Linked DNA regions of Hordeum vulgare: region 2 is linked to region 1. A link is a contact called in public Hi-C data. All regions are on one chromosome and are shown on one strand. Each heading gives the region's core, a stretch centred on a gene start, on an enhancer-like site or on the middle of the called end of the contact. The rest is flanking DNA. Distances are from core to core; before and after follow the strand shown. Region 1 holds the start of LOC123412142 (BEL1-like homeodomain protein 2). Region 2 has its middle 370 kb from the start of LOC123412142.

Region 1 (2,720 bases), core at 66-2,565:
TCCGAGGACTGCTCCGGCATGCTGGCCATGGTGACCGAGGAAGACCGGGCACCTAGCCTGAGCGACAGGCCGCTCGCCACGGCGGCGACCGGGTCCGGAAAGTCTGTGCCGCCGGAGAACGCCGTCAGGTAATACGGCTCGTGGGTGGAGGCAGCGCCTGGACCGTCGTAGAGCCAGCTGCAGTGCGGCTCTCCAGCAATGAGCTTGGCCATCTTTGATGGCTGGGCGATGGTGACCTCCGCCGGCGCGTACTGGAAGAAGTCCGCGGAGGCGGAATGGAGCATGGAGTGCACGGTGCTGCAGCTCTCGCCGGCGACAGCGTGGGCGTCGTCGTTCATCTCGTCCGTGGACATGCTCGCGAGGTGGCTGTCCTGAGAAGGGGCGCCGGGCCAGACGAGCTGGTTCGCCACCATCACGGCGTTGCTGGCCATGAAATGCGCGGCCACCTCCGCGCCGCCGGAGCCGGAGCCGGAGCCGAAGTGCACGTCGTGAGGCATGCTTGGGTAGAAGAATGGCGCCTCTGAACCGATCATCCCGCCACCGCCGAAGAAACAAGTGTTCATGGCATCCAACCCCAGCTGCTGCTGATAGGATGGATTGCTAGACATCTTGAGGCCTAGCTTAGCTCCGTAGTAGTCGCCAAAGGCCAAATCTTGCGCACTATCAATTTTTAAAGACCTGAAGCAAAGCAGCAGTAGAATATGTGAGCCAAATAATTGGTGACATCAACGCCGCTGCTGAGGACACAGTTCACAGATTGTTCCTTCACAAAGTTGAAGATGCAAGGCGGGCCACTGTGCGCATTGTAGCAGGCAGAAATGCAGACGAAATTGCACAGCACTGACTATGGGAGGAGGAAGAAAGCTCACCTATTTTGCGGCAAGAACAGAGAAACACCACCTATTTGCTAGCCTTGGCACAAAAATGCAGCCTTCTAGTACTAAAGCATAGCTGATATAGAAAAAAGGCACCTAAAGCACGCAGTAAACACAGGTCGTTTGTCCTGGATTTTCAAAATGGGCAGCGCAAAGAATGAATGGAGAAAGGCTAGGGACACGAGTTACAGTAGCCACTCTAATAAGAAATTGTGCTTATCCAACTGCTCAGTTTGAGCTTTTTCTTTTCCTTTTCATCTGCTCAGGTGCTATGCTCGCAGGTAGTGGTAGTACCACTTGAGAACCAACAGAGCAAGCACTAGAGTAGAAATCTTGCATTCGAAGCCGTACCACGCAAAGAGACAATAATCGCAAAAACAAGAAATGAAATCATGTTGAAGAACCAAAGCGGGAACAGCCGAGGAAGCCTTGGGGAGCTAGGGATTAGTAGCCGAACCTTAAACAATCATGGAGAGAGAAAGCACCGGCGACGGCGACGGCCTATGAACCGCCAACCACCCCTCCGTCCTACCTCAAGTGGCTACTCTCCTACAGAGGTTTCAACCTGGGATATGGCTAGCTAGCGAGGGCGAGTGGGGCAGCAAAAGCAGCGGAGCTTTCCAAGAAGATGATCAGCGAGAGCGAGGAGGAAGAAGATGAAGCCGGAGCTACCACGCGGAACCTAAAATGGAAACGAGAGCATTTCCCGATATCACGGCGACAATGCGGATGGGCTGCAGCTGGTGACGACGACCCTGAGGCGATCTCTCCTATTTCTTTCCCCTCTGTTTCCACTTTCTAGTACTACTCCAGCAGGCGAGAAAGAAGCAGGGGAGGGGAGCAATTGGGGGAGGGGAGGCCAGGGAGGGAGGTGGGTTTTATCAGGCTCGGAAACCAGCACGAGGAGGAAGAAAAATGGTGATGCCCACTCCACTTGGATGGCAGGCCCCTCTGATTGATGATCTCGGCACTGATCAAGAGAGATCTTGGGCTGGCAGGGCGCTCTCTCTCTCTCTCTCTGTGTGTGTATGATGCAAACACGCACGCAAGCCACAGGAAACAGAAACGAGAGGGGGCCTACGCCGCTCTGCTCTGCTCTGCTCCAGGAGGGGGGCAGCGGCGTTTTAATGCATACCAAAAACTGAAAGTTGCTGATGCCCATACGTAGCAAAGCAGGGAAAAGGATGGGGCATGGGGGCCGGCCTTTGCTTGGATCATGGAGGGAAGGGTGTAGAAGAATAGTGTTATCCAACATGTGGTGATGGATTCAGTTTGCTTATTTTATTGTTATGGTGAGGTTTATCTCCCCATGATTGTGCTGTATCAATCCCCATGCACCTGCAGGACAAGCCATGAACTAGTTGATTATTAGTCGAGTGCACAATGGCACACTGTGTGGGCATATAAAATGCATCACCTCATGAATGTCTGTTAAGCAACCAACACCATGCGCCTAGCCGCTAGCCATGTATCGTACTACATACCGCCACAGTGGTGGCATCTGTGTGTGCATCATTCGCTCACTCATTCATTCATTCCCTCGCTGAGATGAGCGCACTGTGCGTGCGTATCATGCATGTGGCTTGCTTCGGGCAGTTGTGGCAAAGGAACAATTCTTCTTTCCAAGCACGAGCAGGCGCCACTTGCTCCCGTCCGCTACAGCGTGCCCAGGCCGCAAGCTGCAAGCGGCAGCGGCAGCGAGTGAGTGCTCGCCTTTCACCTTTGTTTCAGCAAATGCAAGCAAGCAGGGCGTGCAGGGCCACGGCAGGAGAGGACGGAGGGAGGCCGGGCCAAGGCGATGCGTCCAAACGCTCCTTGGCAGCCTACAGTGCCGCAGACGCACAC
Region 2 (2,700 bases), core at 200-2,699, 370 kb after region 1:
GTAATTGAGAGAGCCGACTGCTGAAGATACAACCCGTTTGTTGGCGATGAATGCCAGCAAGGGCTTCCCAGGGATGCTTGGTAGCATAGACTGCATGCACTGGGAGTGGAAGAACTACCCTTCTGCTTCGCAAGGGCAGTATAAAGGCCATGTCAGGGCTTGCACTGTCATACTAGAGGCCGTGGCGTCTGAAGATCTCTGAATCTGGCACTCTTTTCTTGGCATGGCCGGATCACACAATGATATCAACGTGCTTCAACGCTCGCCGGTGTTTGCTAGGCTTGCCGAAGGCAACAGCCCACCAATGAACTTTACTGTCAACGGCCACAACTACGACAAAGGATACTACCTGGGTGACAGTATCTATGCTCAGTGTTCCACTATTGTCAAGACAATACCCAACCCTGTCGGAGAGAAGTGGAAAAGATTTTCCCAAGAGCAGGAGGGTGCTAGGAAGGATGTCGAGCGTGCCTTTGGTGTTTTGCAATCTCGATGGGGCATCGTTCGGTATCCTGCTAATACCTGCAGCATGCAGAAACTGTGGGAGGTGATGACTGCTTGTGTGATCATGCATAATATGATCGTAGAAGACGAGCGTCCGGAACGTCTGTACGATCAATGGTTTCAGTTTTAGGGTGATAATGTTGTGCGTGAGCATGGAGAAGCAGCAACGTTTGAACAGTTCACTCAATTTCATCAAGACATGCGTGATTGGGAAACTCACGTGCGATTGCAAAATAATTTGGTTGAGCATATGTGGGCTCATGTTGGCAACCAATAGATTTATCTTCTTTTGTTCGTTTGCAAAACTATGTAAGAACTATGTGAGACATTTTAATTTTTATTCGGCTTGTAATTACTATGCTACTTGTGGTCCAAATTATGTTATTTAATTTAAACTATGAAAATCATGCAAAATAGGGCGGCCAGCCGGCCACGCCGGCACAGATGGATCGGCGCGTTGGGCGCGCTACCGATCCATATCTAAAACAGTGCGGACGTCGGGCGAACAGCCGATCCAAGCGAACAAAAAGCAAACAAAATCGTTGTTCGTTTGGGTCGATCCGTTGACACGTTTAGATGGCTTCGCTCTGCCGAACGTCCGTTTTGTGGCGACCGGTTTTTAGTGAACGGCGTTTGGTGCCTTTAGACCGAGATTGAACACAGGAAAAAAAAATGATTCCAGATCCTACCAACCGAACAAGTCTACACTGAAGGACAGAACTCTTCAAAATTCTTGTAAATTTCCTTTGGTACAAAAGCACGTACTCTACACTGAAGGAGTACTGGAGTGATTAACATATGTTGGATCTTTCTGAGGTAACAGCAACTTTAGGGAGAAGGATGGGCGCTGGCTGGGGAATGATGGAGGGCTACTGTTATGTTGGGTATGGAGCTTATAATGATTGGCATGTCACTGTGCCAAGATGGGTGAAAGGGAAGCATTGAAGGATACGAGCACCAAAACCAAGGAGTTCTGTTTCTCTTTCCTCGGGAAGAGAGAGAGACATGGGCCCGGCCTGCATCTGCATGCAGGTTTGCAGCAGCAGGTAGTGTTCGTTCGGGCCCTTGCCCTCTTGCTTCTTCTCTCTCTATATCTCTCCACCGATTCTCAAGAGCTCACGGTGAAGATCGCAACAACTTCTCAACAGTTCATCACGGTAAAACTACCATGCATTATTTGGTTAGGCATCTCTAGCATAGTCAGAAATTATATTTAACAGTTTATTTTTTGAAGAATTAGACGATTTCTATCAGATCCTTAATACTCCTCATGGGCATGCGTGCGTGTCGACCTAAAACTACGTAAATGATTTATAAGCCGGGACGGAGGTAGCACCGTATTTTCCTAAAAACAAACTGTCATCACCGGCTATAAATGTCGGCTCGGGTGCGCTAAACCCTAGCCCGGACAGAAATCAGGTGACTTGCCCATAGCAAGTCACGCTGCAACTTGCGCCTATGTATCAGCCATTCAAAGGTCATCCAACGGACAGAAGCCATCCAAAGTAAAAAAAACAACCCACACTTGTTCCATCCAACACAACAGCGGAAACAAATATCAGGTTTTACCTGGTTCTCGGTCATTAAGAAATATAAATACTTGTAAAAAAAATTAAAAATACAAATACCATCATTTTTTCTGTTAGTTAAGAGCATCTACAGCCGGACCATACTCTTCTTCTAAACGTTCGAAACACTCGTCCGGTCAAAAAAAAAAAGTGACTCAACCATAGACCTCATTTCGTCTCTATATATACGTGTGGCCTGACCGACACGTCTCATATTCATCTCAAATCTGATGATAATTTGGGGTTGTCCGGTCACAACCGCACATCTCCATTCGACCCCACATGCAGCGACTTAACAAGAAAACACGGGAAAGACCTCGTGCACGCCGCACCGGAGTAGTCGTTCGCACGACGCGATGCACGCAGCTGCCTCGTGGGCGTGCATGCATACGTGTCGTTGTGACCGCGCGGGCGAGTAGGCTGGCCGCCACCGCCTCATGGGCATGCGTGCGTGTCGCGGCGGCTTCGCAGGCGTGCATCTGTGTCGCCGTCGCCTTGTGGGCGTGCGTGTGTGCGCGCCGTTGCTACGGGCGTACATGCGTGTTGTCGCCGCCTCGTGGGCGAGCAAGCTGGCCGCCGCAACCTCGCGCTCATCATCATGCTGACAATTTGGAGTGGCGCTGACCGT

The links. Hi-C and Micro-C count contacts between places; a contact is called where the count stands out from the background.
Region 2: a contact with region 1 is called in a Hi-C map of seedling, with 2.1 times the contacts expected there. The contact joins the enhancer-like site here to the promoter of LOC123412142 in region 1. A contact is called at or near these places in 1 of 6 Hi-C or Micro-C datasets (seedling) and 1 of 1 datasets of contacts at active chromatin or transcription factors (embryo).

Annotation. Positions count from the first base shown.
Region 1 is chr7H:512,373,584-512,376,303 of MorexV3_pseudomolecules_assembly, forward strand. LOC123412142 (BEL1-like homeodomain protein 2) reads right to left here and starts at 1,316. Exons shown (of 4, transcript XM_045105091.1): 1 at 1-1,316. The coding sequence starts at 608.
Region 2 is chr7H:512,745,277-512,747,976 of MorexV3_pseudomolecules_assembly, forward strand. No RefSeq gene overlaps it. Among protein-coding and RNA genes, the nearest start is that of LOC123412142, 370 kb to the left of the region's middle. Within about 2 kb of position 1,450, at least 3 of the 3 cell types and tissues checked have open chromatin away from gene starts, as enhancers often do. A contact at or near this core is called in seedling, where this site is marked.